5 separate regions of the Mus musculus genome follow, and regions 1, 2, 3 and 5 are each linked to region 4. A link is a contact called in public Hi-C, HiChIP or PLAC-seq and promoter capture Hi-C data. All regions are on one chromosome and are shown on one strand. Each heading gives the region's core, a stretch centred on a gene start, on an enhancer-like site or on the middle of the called end of the contact. The rest is flanking DNA. Distances are from core to core; before and after follow the strand shown. Region 1 has its middle 9.2 kb from the start of Snora34. Region 2 holds the start of Adcy6 (adenylate cyclase 6). Region 3 holds the start of 9330020H09Rik (RIKEN cDNA 9330020H09 gene). Region 4 holds the start of Hdac7 (histone deacetylase 7). Region 5 holds the start of Cacnb3 (calcium channel, voltage-dependent, beta 3 subunit).

What was found. Promoter capture Hi-C pulls out the DNA fragments that hold promoters and counts their contacts. A called contact is a pair of places that touch in the nucleus more often than the background predicts. HiChIP or PLAC-seq counts read pairs in DNA pulled down with a chosen protein or histone mark.
Region 1: a contact with region 4 is called in an H3K4me3 HiChIP or PLAC-seq map of pro-B cells, with 4 times the contacts expected there. The contact joins the enhancer-like site here to the promoter of Hdac7 in region 4. A contact is called at or near these places in 4 of 115 datasets of contacts at active chromatin or transcription factors (bone marrow-derived macrophages, large pre-B cells, memory CD8 T cells and 1 more).
Region 2: a promoter capture Hi-C map of the 3T3-L1 cell line shows a contact between it and region 4, with 5 times the contacts expected there. The contact joins the promoter of Adcy6 here to the promoter of Hdac7 in region 4. A contact is called at or near these places in 2 of 39 promoter capture datasets (the 3T3-L1 cell line and pre-B cells).
Region 3: a FOXA1 HiChIP or PLAC-seq map of pancreatic cancer cells shows a contact between it and region 4. The contact joins the promoter of 9330020H09Rik here to the promoter of Hdac7 in region 4. A contact is called at or near these places in 2 of 39 promoter capture datasets (the C10 cell line and pre-B cells) and 3 of 115 datasets of contacts at active chromatin or transcription factors (embryonic stem cells, memory CD8 T cells and pancreatic cancer cells).
Region 5: a Hi-C map of Th1 cells shows a contact between it and region 4, with 4 times the contacts expected there. The contact joins the promoter of Cacnb3 here to the promoter of Hdac7 in region 4. A contact is called at or near these places in 1 of 39 promoter capture datasets (pre-B cells), 1 of 484 Hi-C or Micro-C datasets (Th1 cells) and 1 of 115 datasets of contacts at active chromatin or transcription factors (pancreatic cancer cells).

What each region holds. Positions count from the first base shown.
Region 1 is chr15:98,509,238-98,512,113 of GRCm38.p6, reverse strand. No RefSeq gene overlaps it. Among named protein-coding and RNA genes, the nearest start is that of Snora34, 9.2 kb to the left of the region's middle. Within about 2 kb of position 1,478, at least 97 of the 459 cell types and tissues checked have an H3K27ac peak or open chromatin away from gene starts, as enhancers often do. A contact at or near this core is called in bone marrow-derived macrophages and pro-B cells, where this site is marked.
Region 2 is chr15:98,603,408-98,606,107 of GRCm38.p6, reverse strand. It overlaps Adcy6 (adenylate cyclase 6), which reads left to right and starts at 1,376. Exons shown (of 21, transcript NM_001368413.1): 1 at 1,376-2,234. The coding sequence starts at 1,377.
Region 3 is chr15:98,566,067-98,568,888 of GRCm38.p6, reverse strand. It overlaps 9330020H09Rik (RIKEN cDNA 9330020H09 gene), which reads right to left and starts at 1,565. Exons shown (of 2, transcript NR_028442.1): 1 at 1,364-1,565; 2 at 1-1,250. Ccnt1 (cyclin T1) reads left to right here and starts at 1,153. Exons shown (of 9, transcript NM_009833.2): 1 at 1,153-1,413. The coding sequence starts at 1,253.
Region 4 is chr15:97,830,194-97,832,893 of GRCm38.p6, reverse strand. Hdac7 (histone deacetylase 7) reads left to right here and starts at 1,399. Exons shown (of 25, transcript NM_001378971.1): 1 at 1,399-1,535. The coding sequence starts at 1,517. It overlaps Gm33636 (a long non-coding RNA gene), which reads right to left and starts at 2,208. Exons shown (of 4, transcript XR_001781759.2): 1 at 1,589-2,208.
Region 5 is chr15:98,633,430-98,636,129 of GRCm38.p6, reverse strand. Cacnb3 (calcium channel, voltage-dependent, beta 3 subunit) reads right to left here and starts at 1,363. Exons shown (of 13, transcript NM_007581.3): 1 at 917-1,363. The coding sequence starts at 961.

The sequences.
Region 1 (2,876 bases), core at 229-2,728, 680 kb before region 4:
CTGCTTTTCCAGAGGTGCCCAGTTTCCCAGCAACCACAGGGTGGCTCACAACTATCTGTAATGTGATCTTTTGCTCTCTTCTGGCTTGCAAGCATACATGTAGGCGGAACATTGTATACATAATAAATAAATAAATAGGTCTTAAAAAAGAGAATCTAATCCTGTCAGTTAATAGTCAGATTGTTCTATGAGTGGACTAAATTCCTTTTATCACGGCACGTTTAGTCCTGTCATCAGGAGGCAGAGGTAGGCAGGTCTCTGAGTTCGAGGCAAATCTATTCTACAGAGCAAGTTCCAGGACAGCCAGGGCTACACAGAGAAACCGTTTCAAAAGCAAAAGCAAAAAAAAAAAAAAAAACCTAAACAAACAGAAAAATCTTTCACCTCCTCTAAGGCCAGGAAGCCTCACTTAAATTTCCATTTGTGGTAAACAATCACAAAGTAAGGATGTTGGAAGCGTGTTCATAACTCAAGGACTGCCTGTGCCTGTAGCTCAGAGGCAGAGCACACATGTGCCATGGGACTATCTATCCCTAACGCCGGGGAAGAAAGCAATGCGAGCCCACCCACGGAAGTACAGAATCCGCGTTCTCAAGACAATGTGCTGAGAAGCGGAAGTGCACAAAATGGGAACTGAGAGAGAAATGAAAAGCGTCTGCTTGTGCTTTAGAGAATGAATTCATTAACACCCCCCCCTCTTTATTTTAAATAAAAAATAAAACAGACTCTGGGCAAGTCCCACGCGATGCTGTATTCCAGGCTAGGGAAATAGGAAAGTAGCGCCTGGGCCAAAGGTGTCCAGTGCGGGAGCAGAGAACAGCCACAGGATAAATGTGCTTATATTCCCTGTACTATAATGGCTTTGCAGGAACTTGGAAAGCAAGAGAAAGCCCAGGGGAGTTACTCTGGATCTGGTTACTGAGTCTCTGGGACAAGGCAGATAGTGAAGTGTCCTGCTGACTGCGTAGGAGGCAGAAAAAATTAGCCTCCATTATAACCTATTCTTGAAAGCAAAGCTTACAGGTCCTGGGACCACAGAATCGGGGATAACACTTGCTAATGATCCAGGTGACCACTGGGACGCCTTTTATTATGGAGCCGATGCTGGTGAAACGTCAGAGACGGTTAATAAACACAACTCTACAATGCGGATAGTCTGAGAGTTAAGAGTGCGCCAGGCTTCCCATTGTAAACAGTTCCTCTAGGGACCATGGTGGATGTTCAGCACAACACATGGGGTCAGCAGGGGCTGGAAACAGTTGGCTTCTGTGGACCGTGCAGTGGCGTGCTCCCTCAATCCCCAGACCTGCCGCTGCTTGCATTGCAGGTACTGATGCTGCGTGGGACCGAGGCTGGCTGCTCCGACACACCTCTTTGTAAATGTGTCTACATTTCGGGTCTTGAACCACCCCTGCCCACCAAAGGCTTGGTTGCTTGGGAGATAAGTTGATGAACTATGGGCAAAACACAGCCCGACAGCGCCCCCGTGTGGTCTTCGCGGCATTTGGAGAAAGCCTGTATCGCAGAGTCTGTCATGTGGAGTGGGGGCATGTGAATGTGTGTGTGTGTGTGTGTGTGTGTGTGTGTGTGTGTGTGTGTGTGTGTGTGTGTGTGGTGTGTGTGTGTGTGTGTGTGTGTGTGGTGTGTGTGTGTGTGTGTGTGTGTGTGAGAACTGTCTTTGACTTTGGGTCAGTGCCCTTACGCAGTGCATCAAGAGCAATTCGTTTTCACCTTGGAAGATCAGCGATGGACATTTGTTGTATCATGTTATCCTAGGAATATTTATGTAGCATTACCCCAGGAATATTTATGTAGCCCTACTATTTTCTGTGGTTTGGAGACGGGGGGGTGGGGATTTGGTGTCCTGGGAAAGGCCCAAGGTGGTCACTTTGTATCATTATACCGATATCTATATAATTACACATTTCTGTTATCTATCATCTATTTATCTATCAATAATATCCATCTATCCCTACCATCTGTCTAACTACTATCTATCTATCTATCTATCTATCTATCTATTCTATCATCATTCTAGTTCCTCCTCCTCCTCCTCCTCCTCCTCCTCCTCCTCCTCCTCCTCCAAGACAGGGTTTCTCTGTGTAGCCCTGGCTGTCCTGGAACTTCCTCTGTAGAACAGGCTGGCCTCGAACTCAGAAATTCTCCTGCCTCTGTCTCCCAAGTGCTGGGATTAAAGGCGTGCACCACCACTGCTCTGCCATACCGTCAGCTTCTAACAGTGCTTTATGAAATGTTAGAAGTATGTTCCGGGGGATTAAATGGGAGTGTCTTTTCATATTCACTTCATATGAGTCTGCTGATAACAGAGGCCACTTTCCAAAGTGAAATGCAAGACTGAATGTTTACAAAAAAGAGTCTAGAAGCTTGCTTTACATTTTTTCTTTAAAAAAACATTTTTTTAAAGTTTATGTGTATGGATGTTTTGTGTGCATGTGTGCATGTGTAGTGCATATGTGCCTAATGCACTCAGAGGCCAGCAGAGGGCTTCTGATCTTCTGGAACTGGAGTTATAAATGGTTGTGAGTTGCCACGTGGGTTCTGGGAACTGAAACCAAGTTGCCATTAAGGCTCATGGTGGCACATGCCTTTAATCCCAGCGCTCAGGAGGCAGAGGCAGGCAGATCTCTGAGTGTGAGGCCAGCCTGGTCTGCAGAATTCCAGCACAGGCATGGCTACACAGAGGAAACCCTGTCTCAAAACAAACAAACAAACAAACAAACAAACAAACAATATCCAGTGCTCTTGGAGGGGACTCCTCCAAGGGCTTGAATCACTTTCTAGCTTTGCCCTTTGAGCTAAACCTTGTCTTCTAGGTTCCAGCTGCCTGCACTCCACTGCTGTTGCTGCTCTTGGTG
Region 2 (2,700 bases), core at 127-2,626, 770 kb before region 4:
CGGGACCTGGACTGTCAGAATTAGCTGGGTTATTAGTTATTCCATGTGGACTGCTCTAAAGCATTCATGTTCTTTCTCCTTGTCGGCTCTCCACCCAGCTCTTTGTGATACTAAGTGTGGAACCCAACGCCTTGTGTGTTCTAAACAGGCATTCTACCACTGAGCCGCACTCCCCTCCCTCCTTTCCTCCTTATTGTTTGCTCCTACGTTTATTGAGCACCTACTGTTAGCCCCAATAGCTCTGGAGATGAAGTGCTGACAAAAATAGGTATAGTTTCTACATGCACAAAGCTTGTAGTCCCCGGGACGGAGGCGTACGTTAAACGAGAAATGATTTAATTATAATGGCAATAAGTACTGTGGAGGAGATGAACAGAGGTTAAACTGGACCAAACGTAGTCTTAGGGGTGGGGCTGGGAAATTTTCCGTGAGGAAGTAACGTTTAAACTGTGACCTGTGGGAGAAATTGAATTTAGTTTGCTGAAGAGTGTGTGTGTGTGTGTGTGTGTGTGTGTGAGAGAGAGAGAGAGAGAGAGAGAGGGGGGAAGGAGGGAAGGAAGGAAGGAAGGATATGGAAAGAATCCCTTTTGTGTAGAGGTCAACGATCAACAGTTCACAGCAGAACATATTCTGTTGACAAGATGTATTAGGCTTGTGTGTAGTTTGTTTTTGTTTTGTTTTCTTTTCTGAGACAGGGTTTCTCTGTGTAGCCCTGGCTGCCCTGCAACTCACTTTGTAGACCAGGCTGGCCTCGAACTCAGAAATCTGCCTGCCTCTGCCTCCCGAGTGCTGGGATTAAAGGCGTGTGCCACCACACCCAGCTCAATTTTTTAAAATATGCTTTTATGTGCATTGGTGTTTTGCTTTCATGCATGTTTGCATGAGAAAGTCAAAGCCCCTGGAGCTGGAGCCATAAACAGTTGTAAGATCTGCTTTGTGGGTGCTAGGAATTGAACCAGAGTCCTTCAGAAGTATGGGGAGTGCTCTTAAAAACTTAGCTCTCAGATCCTTTACTTATATGGTTGCTGGGTCTTTTCCATGTGTCTGTGTTCCTTACCTTTGAGTGGGGGTGCAGCTGCCTCTCCTGGGGCAGTTTTATCAAGACGGTGGGAATGGGAACTGGTGAGATGGCTCCTCAGTTAAGAGCACTGACTGCTCTTCCGGAGGTCATGGGTTCAAGTCCCAGCAACCACATGGTGGCTCACAACCATCCACAACGAGAAGCAAGCAAGCAGGGCTGGAGCAAGAGGGAGAAGGGGGGGAAGATGGTGGGAATGAAGACCAGAGTTGTAGGAAGCGCTCAGGTCACAGGCTACTATGGTGGCTGTGGCCACGCAGTGGTATTAATACCATTCCCTGTCTCTCCTCCCAGCAGCATGTCATGGTTTAGTGGCCTCCTGGTTCCCAAAGTGGATGAACGGAAAACAGCTTGGGGGGAACGCAATGGGCAGAAGCGCCCACGCCACGCGAATCGAGCCAGTGGCTTCTGCGCACCTCGCTACATGAGCTGCCTCAAGAATGCGGAGCCACCCAGCCCCACTCCTGCAGCTCACACTCGGTGCCCCTGGCAGGATGAAGCCTTCATCAGGAGGGCGGGCCCGGGCAGGGGTGTGGAGCTGGGGCTGCGGTCAGTGGCCTTGGGGTTTGACGACACTGAGGTGACCACACCGATGGGCACAGCTGAAGTGGCACCGGATACATCGCCTCGGAGCGGTCCGTCCTGCTGGCACCGGCTTGTGCAGGTGTTCCAGTCTAAGCAGTTCCGCTCTGCCAAGCTGGAGCGGCTGTACCAGCGGTACTTCTTCCAGATGAACCAGAGCAGCCTCACGCTGCTCATGGCGGTGCTGGTGCTGCTCATGGCTGTACTGTTGACTTTCCACGCTGCGCCTGCCCAGCCTCAGCCTGCTTACGTGGCCCTGCTGACCTGTGCCTCTGTCCTTTTTGTGGTACTCATGGTGGTGTGTAACCGACACAGCTTCCGCCAGGACTCCATGTGGGTGGTGAGCTATGTGGTCCTGGGCATCCTAGCAGCCGTGCAAGTCGGGGGTGCCCTGGCAGCCAATCCACACAGCCCCTCGGCGGGCCTTTGGTGCCCCGTGTTCTTCGTCTACATCACCTACACTCTTCTTCCCATTCGCATGCGAGCCGCAGTACTCAGCGGCCTGGGCCTCTCTACTCTGCATTTGATTTTGGCCTGGCAGCTCAACAGCAGCGACCCCTTCCTTTGGAAGCAGGTAGGTGTGACAGAGTGAGGGTGGGAAAGAGAACTTGCTGATGGAGGGACACAGTATCGATATAGCCATGTCTAGATCGATCAGGCCAAGCTTCACGGGCTAGCCTCTGCTTGGGACTTGTATCAGTGAGCATTGACGAGGAACAGGTCTGTAGTGTGTCACCACAGGCCAGTCTTCAGCTCTTTGGCTTAGGTCAGTAGACATGCCATGTGCAGGTCTCCCTGACCTCTTGGTAACCTCTGAGACTCAAGCCCTGTTGTTACTCCTACGAAGAAGCAGCTGTAGGTAGTTTTGCAAAGCTTCCATAAGCAAGGCCTTTCTGCTCCTTGCCAGAAGCTGTGGCCTGTAGCCCACCATGGCCTCAAAAACAAAGAGAAAGTTGCTTGGGGCTCCTGGGGTGAGGAGCTGGGTACTTGGGCTTCATGCCCTTCCCTGCTTGGAACAGTACATACCTTTTTAACAGTAA
Region 3 (2,822 bases), core at 316-2,815, 740 kb before region 4:
GGACACAAATTATCTCCTGATCTCCTTCGCTTGATAACCTTTCCCTACGGGGTGGGTTTCCTAGAACTACTGACCTGACGCGCAGGGGAGCTTGCATAACCTTGGGCCCTCCCTGACTGGATGTTTGGAATCTGAGCCTGCAAGCTTATCGCCTTCACTGACAAAGAGAAAAGAATGCAAAAGAAAAAAGGCCTCCAGACCTAAACGATAAACGATCGGTGGTGTCCTTGAGCGTGGCGGGGTGGTGGTGCAAGCCTTTAATCCCAGCACTCGGGCAAAACCCGACGCCCCTCTGAGCTCCAGGGATGACAAAAATAAGAAAGGAAAGAGAGAAAAAGACCCCTTTACCCGGGGCTGGAGAGATGGCTCAGCGGGTAGGGGCACTGACTACTCTTCCAGAGGTCCTGAGTTCAATTCTCAGCAACCACATGGTGTCTCACAACCATCTGTAATGGGATCCGATGCCCAATTCTGTTGTCTAAAGACCACTACAGAGTACTCATATACATAAATGAAGATAAATAAATCTTTAAAAAAAGGCCCCTTTACCCCCCCCCCCCAAACACTCAAACGAAGCTCAGTGGCGTTGATTTTATTCCTTCCAGATGATTGGCCGCAGTGAAACGGGAGGAAAGGCTGCTACAAAATAGGAGAGCGGTTTCCAAACGCGCCGGAGTTCTCCATGCCGGAGCTAAGAACCCAGGAACCTTTTAGTGGCTTTCGCGTTTCTGCACGGGGCAGGGCCACTCACTGTCTCGTCCTTTCTCGGTTTTCTGAGAGTCTCGCCTATTTCCCCTGCCACTTTTTCCGTAAGCCCGGTGTTACAAAGGGGCCTCCATCACGCACGTCCTCGGAAACTACCCAGCCAAGCGCAGCGAGCGTTAACTAGAGGCCCGCCGGTGAGGCCCCCTTACCGCAGTTCTCGCGCGGAAAGACGAGACCTTTAAAGAACGACGTCAGATAGTCCCGCCCACCTGGCGGTCACACGACCGGATCCTGCGTCCCGGCCGCCGGTCCGTTCTTAGCCGCGGACTGGCTGTGGATTCGTCTACGGGGTGTCGGAGGGGTCATTCCGGAAGTCGGCGCTGGAATCTTCGGCTTTCTGGGCGGAAGTGTGTCACAACCTCGGTGGTCGCCCCTTGGAGGAAGTTCGTCACGTCGCAGTAGTCTCGGCACGGCGGATGTGTGTCGCCGCTCCGGTGACGCTGGGAAGTGCTCGCAGCCCCCGCCGCTGCCTCTTGGTTGAAGCACTATGGAGGGAGAGAGGAAGAACAACAACAAGCGGTGGTATTTTACTCGCGAGCAGCTGGAGAACAGCCCGTCGCGTCGCTTTGGCGTGGACTCCGATAAAGAACTCTCTTACCGCCAGCAGGCGGCCAATCTCCTCCAGGACATGGGACAACGTCTGAACGTGTATCCTTTCGGCCTAGGCCATCGGCCTCGGAGTGCGTCCGGCCATGCTTCGACGTCCGGGCCGGCGACGCTGGTGGGGACAGAAGCGGGTGGGGTGGTGGCAGGAGCTGGGCGTCTAAGTTGGGAGAACCCACAATGGCGCTCGCTGGCCGAGCCACTGTTCGCGCGAGGGAAGTGAGGCGGAGTCAATTTCCCGCTCGCTCACCGGTGCCACCGGCCGGGCTGCCGACTCGTACCTCTCCTGTCTTTGTGTTTTCGCTGCTCCTTCCCAGCCCCCGTCCTCTGGATTCTGCCCTGTTTTAGTGGCTTTTGAGAGTCTTCTTTCTGCTGTGACCTAAGGCTCCGTTTAGGACGTTTCGCTATCGACTCTGCCTCCCCAAAGTGTATAAAAAGGGTTTCGGGAAATTCTGTACGCAAAGGACTTATGAAGGTGGTCTGGAATTGCTGCCCCAGTTTTGGTTCCAAGCCCGTTTCTCTCACTAGCTGGCTAACCTGTCAGATTCTCGTTTAAAACAAAATGTCCCAATGTCTGCCACCACGCTTGATATTCAAACGTTCTAGTAGCTGTTTCATGGAATTTAAGAGGAAAAAAAGATGTCAACTTAGGTTTGGGGGGAGGGGATATACAAGTTGGTATGCTTAAAGTAGTTTTCAGAATATTAAGTCCTTGCTTCTTTGGGCACTAGTGATAGTTTATTCATTAGGTTTCAAAATTTAGAGGTAATGTAGTTTAGTGATTTCCCCCCTCCCAGTTTTTCTTATGAAAATACAGTCTTGTGGCAAAACTAATAGTTTTAAAGTTCTTTCCGTTGTCCATATATATATATATTTTTTTTCTTTTTCTTTTTTTTATTTTACTTCCACTTATGTAGCATTTATTTAAGAGTGATGCTGAGGGCTAGGCCTGGTGTCCTGTGCCTTTGATCTGAGCTTTGGAGAAGTAGAAGCAGGCCAGAATTTCCATGTAAGACCCTGTCTCCAAGAAAGAAAAAAAAGTGCAGAGTTTAGGTCTCTAGTGTTTTTAAGTCTGAAGGTTGTATGTTGTATAGGTGTTCTCTTTATTGCCAGTTGTCTCCTATTGAAATCCAGTTTCCCAAGCATTTGGTCAGTGCACGATCAAACCTCTCTGAGTTTCTGTCTGTGTTTACGGCACCTTTTAAATGTGTGTTTAAGCTTGCCGCCATCATATTGTCACTTCTATGCAGACTGTTGCTGAGGTCTGTGGGAATAAGTACTCTTACGTTTTGGGGAGGTTGGAATGGTACCCGTACAAAGGAAGGCAGGGGTTTATTTTCAGTGGATGACTATCAAATGGTTTCAAAGGTTTTATACTTCAGAGGTCATGTAATATTTCCTGAAGGAATCAGAACTAAGCAGGGTGTGGTGGTGCGTACCTTGAATCCCATTGC
Region 4 (2,700 bases), core at 150-2,649:
TTACACTTAGCAGCTGAACAAGGGCACATGAGTCTAGACCTGTGTGTGACCTAGCAACATGGCCAACGTCCCTCTAGGCCACTCAAGACTCTGGCTTCCAAGATATCACATCTCTAGGTCTGCCTCATTTTCCCCTTCTAAAGGTTCTTGGAGTTCCGAGGACTCAGAGAGTAGATTGGGACCAGAAGGAAGCTGCCTTTCAGTGGCGGGCACCTCAAGGGCAGGGGAGCATAGTGTTCCTGGTGAATGACCGCTCTCCCTTCCCAGTTTTCTGACCTGCCAAATTGCTGGAGGCAACAGGACTGACAGGCCAAGCCAGGAAACTCAGTGGGAAGGTCCTCGGCCCCTGACCCTTGAATCTGACCTCCTCCCGTCTAAGATGGGGGAGAGGCAGGGAGGGCTTCAGTGCAAAGCCAGTCCTCAGCTGAGTTTATTAGCTGAGGGAGGGCTGGAGGCGGCTGCATTCCGACTCACAGACTGGAACATTTCTGTGATCCGCTGTAATGCACTGGGGGACACTGGGCACATTGCTGAAGTTTGACTCATAGGGTCCAGGAGTGGGGGGGCAAAGGAGGGTCATTGTGGAGGGAGAGGAATGGAAGAGGAAGAGGAGAGGATGGAAGGAAATCCCTTGAGAAAAATTTTTTTTAAGTTTCGAAAACTGCACCACCCCCCATCCCCTTTTTTTTTTCTTTTAATAGGAACAGACTGGACCCTTCTGCTCCCCTCAGCAGACAGTGGGGGCGGGGGGTGCCACTGGGGTTGGACTGGCAGTGGTTCAAATCAGATCCTGAAGTGTTCCTGAGGAGAGTCGTGTGTGTGTGTGTGTGTGTGTGTGTGTGTGTGTGTGTGGTGTGTGTGTGTTAGGATGGGGCAGGGGTGTCCGTCTGGGATTCCTTGCTCGAGACTCCAAGCGTGCCCTGCTCTCCCTGTGTGTAGCGCTGCCCTCGTTGACTTAAGTGTGTAGATGTGTGCACAGGAGTCCTTCCCCGAAGCGTAAAGCACCCTGGCTTGTGTAAACATGGATGCACGCCCGTGTACGCTGTGTATGCACGGGTGCGTGCACTCAGGTATCTGGGTTTCCGGGAATTGTGCGCGGGGCGCAGCGCCGCGCGGCGGCTGGGGCTTCCGCGGCCGCGCGCGGGTCCGGCCGCGTCCCGCGTTCCGGGTTCGGCGCTGCCTCCCGGGCGGTGAGCCGCGCCCCGCCGCGATCGGTGTCTGCCGCCAGGCTGTGTGCTGCTGAGCGAAGCCCGGGTGGTGTGTCCCAGGGCCGCCAGCGCCGGCCCCCTCCCTCCCCTCCCCCTTGGCCCGCTCTCAGACTCAGATAAAGCATTTCCTTCCATTGTCATCCTACCCGGCCGGCCAGGCTGCCAGGGCCCTCCCCCTCCCGGCCCCCTCCCTTCCTCTCGCCGTCTCACAGTCGCTCTGCAGCCTCCGGCGACCGGGGGGATGTGAGGCCGGCGCCCCGGCCCCCCGCCCGCCATGAGCCCCCGGCTCTGAGGGCCCCGGCCCCTGGATGCACAGCCCCGGCGCGGGTGAGTACCGGGCGGCCACCCCCTCCCCGTCCGCCCCGCCCTGCGCGCGGCACCCTGCGCTGCTCGCCCCGGCTCCCGCTCCGGCTGCGGCTGGGTCTCCGGCCGGTCCGGCTGGCCGGGTCCTCCGCGCGCCCTGGACCGCGCCCGCTCGCCCGGGCTCTGGCCCGCTCGCTGCCCCGGCTGGTTCCGGGGCCGAAGGGCTCCGGCCTCCTGCGGGGCGCCCACATCCGCCCGCTCCCGGGCAGCGACAGGCCCCGGGGAGGCAGTGGGAGGCCCGGGGCCGCCTGTGCAAGGGCCGGGCGTCCCGTCACCCTCCTCCCCGGGATCCGGGAGGCACGGCCGGCCGCCGAGGCCCGGGAGGGGGCGGTGCTCCGGGACCAAAGGTTTGGAAGCGGGAGGGCAAAGGCTAGGACCCACTGAACTGGCGCAGAACTTGCAGGGCTGGACATCAGCGCCCCTGTCTTGTAGAACTGGGCAGGGCCCTACTCAGATCCTGTAGCTGAGGGAAACGTCCCCTGGAGGGGTACTGGGCTGGGAGATTTCTCTGAGCATCACCCCTTATCCTTGATCACCCATCATAGAGAGACAGACACTGTGTTCAGCCTAGCAGTGAGGACAGTTAAAGGCGTGGGGAAGTGGGGGCCGCAGGCTGAGTACTGAGAGAGGTAGGGAGGTGGGGAGCTGGATCTAGCCCCCCCACCCCCACCCACCCCCAGTCTGATAGTACTGAGAAGTATGAGAACCCGGGCAAATCTGGCAACTGAACTGTCTTTTCGCCACTGCGATTTCTCCGCCAATTGAGTTGGAAGAAAAACCTAAGTCCTGCATGCAGGTCGCTTAATGAGTCCCACTTATTTCTCACTGGCTGCCGGTTTGGGGCCGACTTAGGGCTGACCATTGGTTCCCTGAACTATCCTTGCTGGCTGTCCAGCACTCCCCCAAAGCATCCTGCATCATCTGGCGGGGTTGGCTTGCTGCTAAGTATCCCTTCCCACATCCCAACGCAGCATCTGCTTGAGGCCCAGTTCTGCCTGCCAAAGTTTCAGGGTGATAATAGGACATTGGCCCTCGGTGGCCCTGGAGGGAGTGCAACATCTGGAATCAGGAGCTAGTCCTCCAGACTTTTACCTAGATTTGCTCAAATTCCATTGCAGACTGTCACTTT
Region 5 (2,700 bases), core at 114-2,613, 800 kb before region 4:
AGTGGTCCTTTCCCATATCGAGTGGGATGTCTAAGGGGAGACTGGTGACTCCATGAGGCTCTGACACTGACCCCCCCCCCCAACTCTTGTCCCATCTTTCCAGGCAGTCTTTCTGCTCTCTGAGCTCCGGGAATCACTGTCTAATGAGCTGATTTGTCTCAGTGGGTCAGGAGATAAAAGCAAAGAGAAGAATTAAATATTTATTGGTTGCCTGGTTCTCGGAGCAAAGAGCTTCCTTCCCATCCCCATGCCCCTGAGCTCCCCTGGCCTCACCTCCAGGCCCTCCTCTGCAGGGGGCTAGACTGAACACAGTCTGATGGCCCACCCCTGTGGTTGGTGGCCTTTCCAAGAAGCTGAGCTAGAGGCAGTGGTGAGTGAGAGCAGTCAAGGCCATGCGCAGGGGGGGTGGGCAGAGAGGAAAAAGAGACCAAGTTCTAGAATTCCTGTCTGCAGAGGCTGGTACGCGAGTCGCTAATGTTCTTCCAGCTCCCTAATTTGTCATTTACTTGAGGCACAAGTCCGGAGTGTCTCCCCCGGAGCTCAGCTTTCCCTGTTGTGTTCAGACCCCATGAACCCAGGATACGGAACTCCAAATGTTCCATGTTCGCTCTAAAAACCTCGGTGTCGGGGCCTTCTGTCCTCCCCTCCTCAGCCTCCTATGTCCTGAGCTTTGGGGCCACCTGCTCGAGCCTTCCCCCTACAGCGTCCCTGTGCACACACCGGAGTACCTGGGATACCTGGCTATGAGAGACCATCTTCCCACTTTCCTAGAGAGCCCCCCGCCGGCTTACGCGCGCTGCCCCGCTCGCTGCCAAGGCGTTTTTCAAAGTGCAGAACTGGGGGAAGGGTTGAAGAGAGAGAGGTGTCATCCCAACTCCCCCACCCCCACCCCCCACCCTCCCCCGCGGGCACTCACCGCCTCCGAGTCCTCAAACCCGGGCACGTAGGAGTCGTCATACATGGGGGAGTCCGGGGTGGGTGGGGGGAGCGAGCGGCGCCGGGGGCGAGGACGGCGGGCCGCGCCCGAGATGCCACCGAGCCGCGCAGCCCTGCGGGCGGCGGCGGCGGAGAGCGCGAGCGCGAAGGAAGGAGCGAGCCGCGAAGACCAGCTGCTCGCAGCTCAGATCACCGCTCCCCTCCCCACCCCCCAGCCCAGCCGGTCCCACCCCGAGCGCGCCAGCGCGGCTGAGGAATCTGCCGCCGGCTCCCACAACAATAGTGCCCGCCCACCTGACCCCCTCCCGGGAAGACGCGGGCGGCGGGGGCGCGGCAGCCAGGGGGGACCCGCCGGGGCCGCGGAACCGGGCGCACGCGAGTCGGGAAGGTGGGTCCCCGGCACCTCCGGGGCCGGGGCGGCGGGGAAGAAGGGCGGAGAGGCTGCAGGCGGGGCGGATCCCGGCGGGGAGGAGGCGGGGCGAGGAGAGATGCAGAGACAGGGACTCTCGCAACCCAGGAACTGCTCCGCCGGGAAACAAAGGGCTGGCGCGGGGGAGGGGAAGGGGAGAGACGCCGCAACCAGACGCGAGCCCGGTGGAGAATCGAGAGGGTGCGGGCGGCGGGGAGGATGGCTGGAGAGAGAGGAGGACTGGAGGCAGGGAGAACGCGGAGACAGGAAAATGGAGATCTAAAGGAGGACGGACAGCAGATGGGGAAGAGGTCTCAGGTGATCCGGCAATGTCAGCTCTCTGCAAGTCCTGGAGACACCCAAAGCAAACCCCGCAGTGGTACTAGGGAGAAATGGTTTTGAGCTCCCAGACCCGTGCCATGAAAGCAGCTCCTGCCCCAACAGGTGCCCGGCCCTCTCCGTTCCGGGCTGCGGTAAAGGGCCGACCCTTAAGAAGGGGGAAGTTCGGGGACGGTGGCTAGGCCTCCCCACACCTGTTGCACGGGCAGATTTTATCCAAGTTAAGCCGGGATGGAGATTCTCTTCTTCACTTCCCTGCCAAGGATTGTGCCAGACATTGCCAAAGCATCCGCGGGAACTGGGGCAGAAAGGGGCTGTTTTAGGTGAGCTTAAAGGGTGGAGCAAAGGTGCGATCCTGACGCTGAGGTTGGGAAGGAAGAAGGGTAAAGCCTACCGCTTTGCAAAAGACCAGAATTACGTACGGTGTGCAGGATGCTGGTTCTAATCATCCAGCACCAGTCAGCGCCCTCCACCCCCACCCCGCCATTCGAGGAAAGAGTCGCAATCTCTGAAGAGATCTTCTAAAAGCTGTCATCATTTGAGCTCGCTCCCTTTTTACATCCCTCCCCCCCCCCCCCCGACCAAAATTTTCCTTTTGCATTTTAACCTCCTGCTTGGGCATCCCAAGAGGATGTGAGGCAGACACCAGCCGTGCTTGGTGTCTCGCTTTCTCAACTCAGCCCTTTGCCACTTCTAGCTCCTGAAACCCCGGAGGGTGTAAGTTCAGGACACTTGCCCACCCTTCCGGTTACAATTGGGAAGGGTTCAAGAGATCTATAGAAGGTTCTGTGCGGTAGAAAGGAGAGGAAGACCACCCACCCAAGCCAACTGGCTTCCCACCTATATCTTATCTTCCTGTTCCCTCGGTAAGAAAAAGATGGGGGGGGGGGCTCATCTAATGACACCCTAGTCTGTCTCCTGACTGAAGGACCGGCAGGCAACTTTATTGGAGCCCTTGTGTCTGAGGGCACCAGCTGCAACTGGGGGAGGCAGCTTCCACTGCTCCAACCCAGTGT